Regions from separate parts of the Sus scrofa genome. Here all the other regions are linked to region 1. Evidence: chromatin contacts called from public HiChIP or PLAC-seq data. All regions are on one chromosome and are shown on one strand. The core of a region is the stretch at or near the end of the contact, and the rest is flanking DNA. Distances in the headings are between cores, read along the strand shown. Region 1 holds the start of CCDC62 (coiled-coil domain-containing protein 62). Region 2 holds the start of HCAR2 (hydroxycarboxylic acid receptor 2). Region 3 overlaps HIP1R (huntingtin-interacting protein 1-related protein).

Region 1 (4,003 bases), core at 438-2,937:
ATATTGTAAATCAACTGTACTTCAATTAAAAAAAAAAACTGAAAGTGTTACTTTAAGAATTCTATCTTGGAGTTCCCGTCATAGCTCAGTGGTTAACGAATCCGACTAGGAACCATGAGGTTGCAAGTTCGAATCCTGGCCTTGTTCAGCGGGTTAAGGATCTGGTGTTGCCGTGAGTTGTGGTGTAGGTCGCAGGCCGCGGCTCGGATCCCAGCTCGGATCCCACGTTGCTGTGGCTGTGGCCTAGGCCGGAGGCTACAACTCTGATTAGACCCCTAGCCTGGGAACCTCCATATGCCGCTGGAGCGGCCCTAGAAAAAGGCAAAAAGACCAAAAAAATAAAAAAATCTACCTTACAAACAGTAATTTAAAGTTCACCAGGAGCCCATGTACATCACTACTGCTTTCTGGAAAAATAAAGAATTGCAAATAAATAAAAATGACGAGTGAATTTCAGTTACTTACTAAACAGAGAAAATGGAATTTGGAGTCAAGGGATTCCAAGTCCACAAACTTGAATTCCAGTCTTTGGTAAGTCATTCACTCACTTATTCATTCCTTCAACATTTAGCGCCATTTTGGGGATACAGCACTGAGCTCACCGGCAAGGAGCACGTATTCTAGTCGAGCAACACAAGCAACAGGCCAAGTGTACACATCCCGTTCAACTCAACCAATACCGGTAAATGCAAATGTCAGACAAGTTTATTTTCAAGACTTTTTAGTAAAATGGATTATAAGAGTGCCGCTCCACTAGCAGGCTGCTGTTAAGCAACGTTAAGGACAGGAAGCGAGAAGGCGTATATAAAGGCAGATCTACAAATGCCCACTGTTACCCTTAAAAAGTGAGCAGCACCTAATGCTCGCCACTCGACTTTGCGCCTGGGCTGAAAAACAAGATTTTATTAAAGGAAACGGATGTGACGCTCCCTCTTCCCTCTACATCCCGAGTATTGTTTTAAGCAGAAACGGTTCCCGAAAAACCAGCCACGTTCGGCCCAGACACACGTTGTCCCCGAGATCTGCCCTCCGCTTCCCACCGACCCGCCGGCGGAAACGGCGAGTCCGCCCGCGGCGGGAGGGAGGCGCCAAGCGGCGGCCGCTCACCTGGCGCCCGGCCAGGAAGGAGGCCGAAGGGTTCATAGGTGTTTCCTCCGCCCCCGGAGAGTCAGTGTGCGCAGCGTCACCTTAGAAACGCCATAGGCGCGCCTGCCCGGAGCGGCGGGGGCCAGCCCCGAGCGCTGGAGCCCCGCGCCCTCGCTGGCCCAAGCAAGCCCGCCTAAACCGCCAGCCCCGCGGAGCGTGCCCGGCCTCCCGGCCTATAGGGTCGCTGAGGGGCCGCCCCGGTTCTCGCGACACCCGGTGGCCGGTTGCGCGATCCCGCGGGAAGCCAGCTCCTACCCGGGCATTTTGTTCTTCCAAATCCGGACCTGGGGGCTCTTGAAAGGCATATCTGACGATGTAAAAGCCATTACCCACCGCCTGCAAAGAACCATCACCCAGGGAATGATAAAGCAACGAATGGCTGTTTCTGCTCCATGATCTCCTGCCAAACTGTGAACACGGTCGTTAGCTGCTGTGTACCCCTGGCATTCAGGCAACAAAGAGACTGGAGGCAGAAGCCAGCCCTGGCAGTTCATAGTCAGCTGCTGACCATCCTAGCAGACAGGCCTAAGCTAAGAATCAGGTGAAAAAAGAAAACAATTTTTTTGGACTCTTGATATAGCTCTTGAATTGCAATGAGAAACTTGACACTTTGTTGTGACAACATTTACTGTTCTGGGTTGAAACTAAGCTTTTTTTTTCTTCTTGGCCCTGCGTGAGGGATGTGGAAGTTCTGGACCAGGGGTTGAACCTGTGCTGCAGCAGCGACCCAAGCTGGCACAGTGACAACGATCCTTAACGCACTGCGCCAGAGGAGAACTCTGATACTAAGCTTTTTTCACCCTTTCTTCTACATTTTATTCTTCATGTTATAATAGGAATTGAACTATACAAAAATAATTGGAGGCGTTTCCACTGTGGCTCTGCAGAAATGAATCTGACTAGCACCCATAAGGACGCAGCTTCAATCCCTGGCCTTGCTCAATGGGTTAAGGATCCAGTGTTGCCATGAGCTGTGGTGTAGGCCAGCAGCTACAGCTCTGATTTGACCCCTAGTGTGGGAACCTCCATATGCCCCAGGAGCAGCGGCCCTAAAAAACCCCAAAAACAGGAGTTCCTGTCGTGGCTCAGTGGTTAACGAATCCGACTAGGAACCATGAAGTTGTGGGTTCGATCCCTGACCTCACTCAGTGGATTAAGGATCCAGCATTGTCATGAGCTGTAGTATAGGTTGCAGACATGGCTCAGATCCTACGTTGCTGTGGCTCTGGCTTAGGCCAGCGGCTACAGCTCCAATTCAACCCCTCGCCTGGGACCCTCCATTTGCCTCAGGAGTGGCCCAAGAAATAGCAAAAAGACAAAAAGACACACACACACACAAAAAAAAAAAATTGGAGTTCCCTGGTGGTGAGGGTTAGATCCCAGCCTGGGAACCACCGCATGCCAGAGAGCACAGCCGAAAAATGAAAAAAGCTTATATTTAACCTCTGATTGTCCACCCACTGCTGCTTAACTTGTAAGATGGCATTCCTGTCAAGACAGATCACCAAACACAGTCTTAATAGTATTTCACCTTTACTTTCTGGTTGACTGTAAATTAGCAAGACACGCCCTTTTGTTTATAAAAGACGATCCGAAAATGAAAAAATAAAATTTGAATTTCTTACTGTGAAGCTTTACTGATTTGGATGACACTTGCATCCTTAGGACAAGGTCATGTTGAGAATGGACAAGACAGTGCCTTCGAACTTAATCGAGAAAGCAAATGCTCTGAGTTCCTGTCGTGGCTCAGCAATAATGAAACCAACTAATATCCATGAGGATGCAGGTTCAGTCCCTGGCCCTGCTTAGTGCGTTAAGGATCTGGCATTGTTGTGAGCTGTGGTGTACGTCCCAGATGCAGCTCAGATCCTGTGTTGCTGTGGCTATGGCGTAGACTGGCAGCTGCAACTCCGATTCAACCCCTAGCCTGAGAACTTCCTTATGCTGCACAGTGGCCTAAAAAGGCAAAAGAAAAAAGAAAGAAAGCAAATGCTGACTAGTTGTTAAAAATGGCCTATCAGTAGCTGATTATGCAGTAACTCTTGGTAGTGGAATGAGAAAAAAAAAAAAAGGAATGTGGTTGAATGTCAGTTTTCCAATTGAGGAGCATTTTAATATTTCACATACTTCTAAAATTTCACCTTTGTAAAATTTGGTATTTTTAGGAAGCTCTAAAATGCCATCGTTCACAAGACAACCACATGCTTAACACTCAACTGTAAGAGTTGAGGTACAGGAAGCAGTAAGAAATGAGGCTGACATTTTAAGATTATGGCTGGTAAATATTAACTGAATATGGTAAGGGATTATTATGACTAGTTGCAAATCAAAAATTTCACTATTTTGGATTCCTGTTGTGGGTGAGCAGGTTAAGGTTCGAGTGCTGTCACTGCTGTGGCTCAGGTTACTGCCAGTTTTGATTCTTGACCCAGGAATTCCCCACATGCCAAGCATGCTGACAAAAAGGAAAACAAAACAAAAAACATAAAGTTAACTTATCAACTTTTAAGAGTGAGAAAGCTACCATGGATTATACCTTAAGAGACAGCTGATTTACTGGGGCTTCTATGTAATAAATAAAAAAGAAGTGTTTTTTTTTTTTTTTCCGTCTATTTAGGGCTGTACACGAAGTATGTAAGTTCCCAGGCTAGGGGTCAAATCAGAGCTACAGCTGCCAGCCTACACCACAGCCACAGCAACTCAGGATCTGAGCCTCGTCTTCGACCTACACCACAGCTCACGGCAACGCTGGATCCTTAACCCACTGAGCAAGGCCAGGGACCGAACCCGCAACCTCATGGTTCCTAGTCGGATTCGTTAACCACTGCGCCACAACAGGAACTCCATCCAGCATCTA
Region 2 (4,003 bases), core at 630-3,129, 50 kb after region 1:
AAATTCCAGCTCCCAAAAATGACTTATTGTGGGAGTTCCTGCTGAGGTGCAGTGGGTTAAGAATCTGACTACAGAGGTTTTGCTCTCTGTGGAGGTGTGGGTATGATCCCTGGCTTGGCACAGTGAGTTAAAGGATCTGGCATTGCTACAGCTGAGGCATAGGTTGCAACTGTGGCTTGGGCAGTGCCTGGCCTGGGAACTTCCATATGCTGAGGGTGTGGCCAGAAAGAAAGAAAGAAAAAGAAATAACTATTGTGAATAGTCAGTTTCTCTGACTCTTCATTAAAAAAGGCCCTTAGGCTTACTTTATGAATGTCATTGACAAGTCCATATTCACCCAAGAAGGAAGCAGGATATTCACAGGCAGTAAAGCGGGGGAACAGATACTAGTCATTTCACTCGAGGCTTCCTACTCTCACATAATGTGACTGCAATCCAGTGCATCCTTATAGATGGAGCAGGAATACAGTGAGAGGCAGTGTCGTGTAATGGTTAGAGACACAGGCTTTGAAGTCAGTGCCAGATTGAAATCTTACTAGATATGTAGCCTTGAACATATGACCAACCTCTCTGAGCTTCACTTTCCTCATTTTGAGATAGGAATCAGTAATAGTCCTTACCTCGGGGCCAGGGTCAGGGTAAAAGAAGATAACATATTGAAAGCATCAAGCGTGGTCTCCTGCCTATGGGAAGCTCTCCGTGAAGTAGGTGCCAACATCGTCTTCATCATCGTCTTCATCAGGTGCCTCTCATTCCCAGGTGAGTCTAACATGAGATCATCCTGACCCTCTTTTACTGTGAAGAGACTACAAACCCCTATTATGGGACCTGGGTGTGCAACTAAAGAAACAAATGTTCAATTTCTCACTCAAAGCAAGACAACTCAGGAGCTCTTGCACAGCAGGAATTTGTCAGCCCCAAATATTACAGGGTGGAAGTGTTCTGTCTGGCTACACCCAACTACACTGAAAAGCAAAGAAATGATGTGTGAAACTGGTGACTGGCTGTGAGGCAGAGTTCAAAGTCTTCTCAGGCTCTCTAAGTTTAATTTTCTAAAAATGGGGGCTTTTAAAATGCCATGCACTTCATAGGGGAGGCTGTGTGCTTTTGGGGACAGCTCATATACAGGAACGCTCTGTACTTTCCAATTTTGCTGTGAACCTAAAACTGCTCTAAAAAAATAAAACTCACTAATTAAAAAAATCATGGGCCTAACAATGCATTACTTACTTGAGCATGGAGGTATCTCCAAATCTAACACAAAGAAAAAACCCCAACTTCTTGTAACACAGCACTGGCAAGCCACACAGGGTTCAAGTTTTCAAACATCTTATGAAATTGCATGCTGTTCTCAAATAGCATTTTTTTTTTCATTACTAGAGATTAATTGCATCGGTCCGGTGCAGCAAAGCAACCCATGTTTGTACAGAGAAGATGGCATGGGAACATCAAACGCAACACATCTGTTCTCATAAAATATTAGAAAATCACTGTCCTCTCCGCTTTTCCAAAAAATAAAAACACGAATCCGCCCCCCAAAACCGTATACACATTCTACCATTTCTTAAAATACATGCACCGCAATATTCCATACTAATTATTCATGTTTCTGTTGAGTATACTAAGTTATTATTGCTGTTGTTGTTTCGTTCATTATGTAAGCCAACCACAGGACAGGGAATTAATTCTCCTGTGCTATGTTTTCAGCATACAGGCATGCAGCCTTCCACAAGGAGGCCCTCCACATTTCAGTAATTCACAATGACAGTCTGCTTGTCTAAACATATTCTTTACATTTAGAAGAATTTGTGGGTTCCTGTGTGCCCAGGGGATTTTTTTTTTTATTACTTGTTTATGCAAACAGTAGGTTGCATAAGAGCCTTGCTGGCTTTTTTTTTTTTTTAAGGCGATTTCGTAGTTTCCTGGTAACCATTCAGTCATCTATTTCAACACCCTGACATGACATAAAGGCGAGCACTGAACCACAGGTTCGCCACTCAGACCCACACCTCTTTCTTTGAGCATTGGCTAGGTGAGGCGCTCCCAGAACCAGCTCAATTCAATCATGAACCCGTCCCACCAGCAGAATCATTTTCTGAAAATAGGCGACAAGAACTGCTGTGTGTTCCGGGATGACTTCATTGCCAAGGTGCTGCCGCCGGTGGTGGGGCTGGAGTTTGTGTTCGGGCTCCTGGGTAATGGCCTTGCTCTGTGGATTTTCTGCTTCCACCTCAAGTCTTGGAAATCCAGCCGGATTTTCCTGTTCAACCTGGCCGTGGCTGACTTTCTCCTGATCATCTGCCTGCCATTCCTGACGGACAACTATGTGAGGAAGTGGGACTGGAGATTTGGGGACATCCCCTGCCGAATAATGCTCTTCATGTTGGCCATGAACCGCCAGGGCAGCATCATCTTCCTCACAGTGGTGGCCGTGGACCGGTACTTCCGGGTGGTCCATCCCCACCACGCTCTGAACAAGATCTCCAATCGCACAGCAGCCATCATCTCCTGCCTCCTGTGGGGCCTCACAATTGGCCTGACGGTCCACCTCCTGAACAAAACGATGTTAATCAAGAAGCACGACTCATATTTGTGCAGTAGCTTCAGCATCTGCAATACCTTCCGCTGGCATGATGCCATGTTCCTCCTGGAGTTCTTCCTGCCCCTGGGCATCATCCTGTTCTGCTCGGCCAGGATTGTCTGGAGCCTGCGGCAGCGACAAATGGACCGGCATGTCAAGATCAAGAGGGCCATCAACTTCGTCATGGTGGTGGCCATCGTCTTCATCATCTGCTTCCTGCCCAGCGTGGCCGTGCGCATCCGCATTTTCTGGCTTCTCCGCACTGCTGGAACGGAGAACTGTGACATCTACCGCTCGGTGGACCTGGCGTTTTATATCACCCTCAGCTTCACCTACATGAACAGTATGCTGGACCCTTTGGTGTATTACTTCTCCAGCCCATCTTTCCCCAACTTCTTATCCACCTTGATCAACCGCTGCCTGCGGAGGAAGGTGCTGGAGGAGTCCAACAATAACCGCAGCACAAGCCTCGAGCTCACTGGGGAACCCAGCACCCACAGGAACGTTCCTGATACTTCAGTGGCCGATCCCAGGGAGCCGTTGAGCCCCTCTGACCTGACTCCAGCCTCTCATTAAAACAACCAAGCCAAGAAGGGAGATGGTCACCAAGGACCAGGATCTCTGGAGAAATGGTTTGGCTGGTGCCCAGACTAACATCATTAGCCTTGGCCCGCGATTTCCCAGAACTTCCAGGTTCAAGAGAATCAGATTTAGGGAATTGGTGTGGCAGCGTGGGCTGCCTGGTTGCCGAGTGTCTCCACAGGCATCTTGTGGGGAATGGAGGATGAAGTTCCTAGGCGTCTGAAGCTTCTGATCAATCTTGGACCCTTGCAGAACTGAAGATGGTCAAACTGTCCACTTTTCTGCTGCCGGAGAGTTGGAGCCCCAGAGACACCCCTTGGCACCTGTGACTCACCAGCCTCTTTGCTTCACCTGTCTGAGACTTGGATGGTTCTCAGTTCCTGGGCCGATGTCTCACTTGCCCGTGGGCTCCCGGTGGGATAAGGAAAGCTAAGTAATTGGAGGGGAACTGTTGCTCCAGTAGGGAGCTCAGACATCATGAAACAAGCCAGTAGGTCACCTGGATTTCAGGGGACCAATTCAGCTTCCAGCCAAGCTTTAGCAGAAACGGACTAGATGCACTAGCAGAGACGCGCTTGCTTTGGTTAATCATCTGAGTTGCCAGTGGTGGTAAGAAGGGGCTTAGTCCCACTGAGGAAAACAGTGTTGCTAAGGGAAAGGACATGGCATTTATGCTACAATCTGCCACTAATCGACACTAATTTTGAAGGTTGTGCAGTTCAAGAGACTTCAGGGAGGAGAGCAACTTCCCACCTCTGTTTGCTTTTATCATTAAAAGGGAGATGATGCCTAAGGTTAGAGGCAGGGGGAAGATTCCTCCTGGCTCATTTGCTTGTGTTT
Region 3 (4,003 bases), core at 967-3,466, 50 kb before region 1:
CCAGAACAATCTTGTTCTTGTTTGTCCAATAAAAACCCAGTCTGGTGCCAGAGTCAACCTGGGAAGACAATCCCAAGACCAGGCTGGACAGAGCTACGGATGGCATTTGTCCCCGGATGGGTAACTGAGAAAGGGACACATGAGAAAGCATGGTGGTGCCGGTTCAAGAGAGACGAGACCAGGATGAGGCAGTGGGGCCAGGGCAGGCGCCCCAGCAGGTGCTGCTCCCAAGACGTTCAGCACCTGGTGGGGGCTTGAGACCGAAGTCTTGGGGTGTGGATGCTATCAGCCAAGCCAGGCGACCAAGCTGGGACACTGGTCAGCAGCTACACCCAGTAAGCCCGTCCTTGCCCCCTCACCTGTGGGGCTTCACGCCAGGTAAAGGGGCCCCAGGAAGAGCCACACAGTCAGGGGTGGGGCCCTGGGGAGAGGACGGCCACTGAGGAGGGAGCAGGAGCTCAGGTGCCTCGCGGGGCCACAGACCCTCAGCCTAATGTGTACCCATATCAACGACACCATTCTGGAAACCCACCACCCTTGGCAAGGGCTCGGACCACAGAGGCTGAAGCCCTGGTCGCTCTCAGTGAGACCGGACATCCTCCAGGTCACAGGAAGCTCTGCACAGCAGAGGAACGTGGACTTGGGGAGACCCCAGCCCCCGTGAATGGGACAAATACAGATCTGTGGCACCCCTGTCCGCAGACCCTGGTCCCATCCACCCTGGATTCACTGGAGAGCCTTTGCTTTAGAAACTCTCCCTTTCCTGACTGGGAAGCAGGAATTAAAAAGACCCTCCAAGAGTTCCCACTGTGGCTCAGCAGGTTAAGAACCCAACTAATATCCATGAGGATGCAGGTTCGATCCCTAGCCTCACTCAGTGGGTTAAGATCTGGTGTTGCCATAAGCTGCAGCTCGGATCTGGCATTGCTGTGGCTGTGGTGTAGCTCTGATATGACCCCTAGCCTGGGAACTTCCACATGCCACAGATGTGGCCGTAAAAAAAAAAAAAAAAAGAAAGGAAAAAATTAATTACATTAAAAAACCCTCAGGGAGTTCCCACTGTGGCACCATGGGTTAAGAATCCAACTGCAGTGGCTCAGGTCCCTGTGGAGCTGCAGGTTCGATCTCCAGCCCAGTGCAGTGCATTAAAGGATCGGTGTTGCTGTTGCTGTGGCGTAGGTTGCAGCTACAGCTCAGATTCGATTCCTGGCCTAGGAACTTCCATGTGCCATGGGTGAGGCCATTTAAAAAAAAAAAAAAGACCCTTGGAACATCTTTCTCTGTTCCAGCCACACTGTCTCCCCTTCTGTCCCTCAAACAGGGCAAGCCAGGTCCCACCTCCAGGCCTGGTTGTGCTTCTGGGGCCACCCAGCTCTGAGCTAAAACGGCCCTCCCAGGCAGCCTTCCCCAGCCACACACGAGAGCATCCTCCTGGTTATTTTCACCCAGGACACTTATTCTCTGAAACCATCTTATTTGTTTACCATGTATTCTGTTTCTACCTCCGACACCTGAGCAGAAGTACTTGACACAAGGAATCCTGTTGGTTTTAGCCCCTCCCTGCTGTACCTCCCATCCCCAAATCCGCGCCTGGTGGCCAATAATCTTTACTGGATGAGTAAAAGAGTGAACACTTGAATGAACAAAAGCACTTTCAAACAGAAGTCCTGGTTAAATGCAAGGCAGTGAGTGACTCTTTCTCCAGCTAATAATTTAGCCACTAGAGTTAAATAGTAAACGCAACTATAAAACAAATTCTATTTTTAAAATCAACCCTGAAATGAATCATACCTCAACCTCCCTGTACTGTTATCACGACACTTAAAGGCGGCACTTGGCAGGGACAAAGACATCCTTCAGAGAGCCAGGGCACAGAGACTGGCAGAGAGGTGGGTTATCCTGCTTTAGGGTTTCCCAAGAGTTGTTTGGAGGACAGAAAGATGTCATTCAAATGCTTTGTCGCCTCAAAGGCCACTAATGAAAGCAAACACAGGATTTCTAAAGCCGAGAAGGTGGCTGGATGTGGTCATGTGCAAAGCGGTAGGGAGCCCTGGGCCAGAAGTCTGCAGCAAGGTTGTTTCAACAGACGGGAAGTCTGTGGAGCAATGCCATCCTGCCGACTGAACTCCTCCCTTCATTCACGCCCCCTGGTCCCCACACTGTCTGTTTACGCAAGTGGAGGCAGGGCTGCTGTGGCCGCCTTCTCTGCAGGAGGGCGTGAGCTCCAGGCAGGATCCGCCCACTCACCAGGATGCAGTTTGCAAAGGGCACTACCACCTCTCCCCTGGCCCTGCAGGCGACACGTGTGAGGAGGAGGTAGATGTGGCTGGAGTCCCACCTCCAGGATGGCCAGGAAGCCAGCCCAGGCAGCTTCCTTCCCTGGGCCCTGGTGACATCACTTCACAGACCTGTCTGTCCCTCAAGCCAGGGGGCTGAGTCACTCCCTGGTGGAAGAACCTATTGCAGTTTAGGGAATTGTGTTTATTTCAGCAAGAGGAAAAACAATCCCACGTCCACTGAACTTTTCTCCAAGGGCTCAATCTCTCCCCACAGCGGGTGCCACAGCCTTTCAGGCCTCACCGAGAGGCCACATCAAAGAAGGGAGACCCACAGGTCCTGGTGGCACCCATTCATTCAGCGCACACAGGCTGAGCGTGTCCCCTGAGCCAGGCACTCCTGGGTGCTAGGGCACAAGAGGAGTCAACACAGTCCCTGCCTGAGGATCTGGGGGTTCAGGAGTTGTGCTTAGGGGCTCAGAGGAGACAAGGGAATTCTCTCTCTGTGAAGCAGATCTAAACACGGTGTGGCTGCAGTGTTTGGGAAGAATAATATCGCGAGAACTAGGGAAGCCCAGGAAAGCTTGAGCAGGAGAGCAAACAAGGTGATACTTGAGTCCACCCTGGGATCAGGTGGAGCAGGGGGAAGGGTATCGCTGACAGCAGACCGGCTGGCAGAGTCTCTTCAGGCGGGCCTCTCAGGTTAGCTGGCTGGGTTTCCCTGTCCCTCAGCCAAGCAGGCCGAGGCTCAACCCCAGTTTCCACTTCGAGCTGCTGGACTCGGTGCCCAGGAGGGTTTCATTCACAAATGGGGCGCTGGCCTGGGGGCAAGGTCAGGAGGGTGGCCGTTCTGCCAAGGAAGTCACAGCTGGCTTCCCCTGACCTCTCTGGGGTCCCCAACACACACACACTGCCGAGTATCTCTCAGAGGATGGCATCACCTGGGGGCAGGACCTGCTGTCCTGGAAGGGGGGGCACCACAGGACCACTCCTCCAGGATGGGCTGTTCTCCGCCTTCCCGAGTCGGCCCACCCCCTGCGGCGGATCTGCTCCTCTCCCAGCAGCCCTGGCTCCCACCCTCCTCACTTACAGGCTGGTGCGCAGGGACAGAACCCATGAAGGCACTAGCTCGACTCCTTCAGTCCAGCCTGCTTTCCTGTGCACAGTTAGCTGCTACTCAATGCAGCATTTACTCTGCACCAGGTACCGTGATGTCCTGTAAAGCCTCGTAGCCACCCCAGGGCTCTATGGGGTACTAGGATTATCTCCATTTGGCAGATAAGCAGACTGAGGCACATAGTCTGGCTCTTTACAGCTCTGCCACAGCATACCTGCCCATCTCCCGCCTCCTTCGCTGAAATGAGGATCCTTGGAAGGGGACGAGAGGGCTCGTCATTTCCCCATAGGTAGCACACCCCAGGCACCAGAAACAAGCCAACACACAGCAAGTGATCCTCGTGAACATGTCATGGGACAAACGTACGTCAAAGATGGGAAGGTGGAGGGGAAAGACAAGCAGCCACACCCCCACCCCGGCCCAGACTAAGAGGTCACTGGATACCCGGGGAGCCCAGAGGGATTCTGGGAAGAAATCCCAGTGACCACGAAGTCAGCTGCCCTGAGCATCACCAGGTCGGGGGTGTCTTAGGGGAAGCCAGCAATGTGGTTGGAAGGAAAGGCACAGCTCACCACCCACAACCCACCCCAGCTGGCCCACCTCCAGGGAC

The links. HiChIP or PLAC-seq counts read pairs in DNA pulled down with a chosen protein or histone mark.
Region 2: a contact with region 1 is called in an H3K27ac HiChIP or PLAC-seq map of alveolar macrophages. The contact joins the promoter of HCAR2 here to the promoter of CCDC62 in region 1. A contact is called at or near these places in 1 of 47 Hi-C or Micro-C datasets (embryonic fibroblasts) and 1 of 2 datasets of contacts at active chromatin or transcription factors (alveolar macrophages).
Region 3: an H3K27ac HiChIP or PLAC-seq map of skeletal muscle shows a contact between it and region 1. The contact joins the enhancer-like site here to the promoter of CCDC62 in region 1. A contact is called at or near these places in 13 of 47 Hi-C or Micro-C datasets (alveolar macrophages, blood, embryonic fibroblasts and 8 more) and 2 of 2 datasets of contacts at active chromatin or transcription factors (alveolar macrophages and skeletal muscle).

The regions. Positions count from the first base shown.
Region 1 is chr14:30,064,951-30,068,953 of Sscrofa11.1, forward strand. CCDC62 (coiled-coil domain-containing protein 62) reads right to left here and starts at 1,688. Exons shown (of 13, transcript XM_021074080.1): 1 at 1,108-1,688; 2 at 466-620.
Region 2 is chr14:30,115,135-30,119,137 of Sscrofa11.1, forward strand. HCAR2 (hydroxycarboxylic acid receptor 2) reads left to right here and starts at 1,880. Exons shown (of 1, transcript XM_021072989.1): 1 at 1,880-4,003. The coding sequence starts at 2,066. The coding sequence ends at 3,157.
Region 3 is chr14:30,014,380-30,018,382 of Sscrofa11.1, forward strand. The region is part of intron 1 of HIP1R (huntingtin-interacting protein 1-related protein); the gene reads right to left. Among named protein-coding and RNA genes, the nearest start is that of HIP1R, 8.0 kb to the right of the region's middle. Within about 2 kb of position 2,217, at least 38 of the 83 cell types and tissues checked have an H3K27ac peak or open chromatin away from gene starts, as enhancers often do. A contact at or near this core is called in alveolar macrophages, embryonic fibroblasts, liver and 2 more, where this site is marked.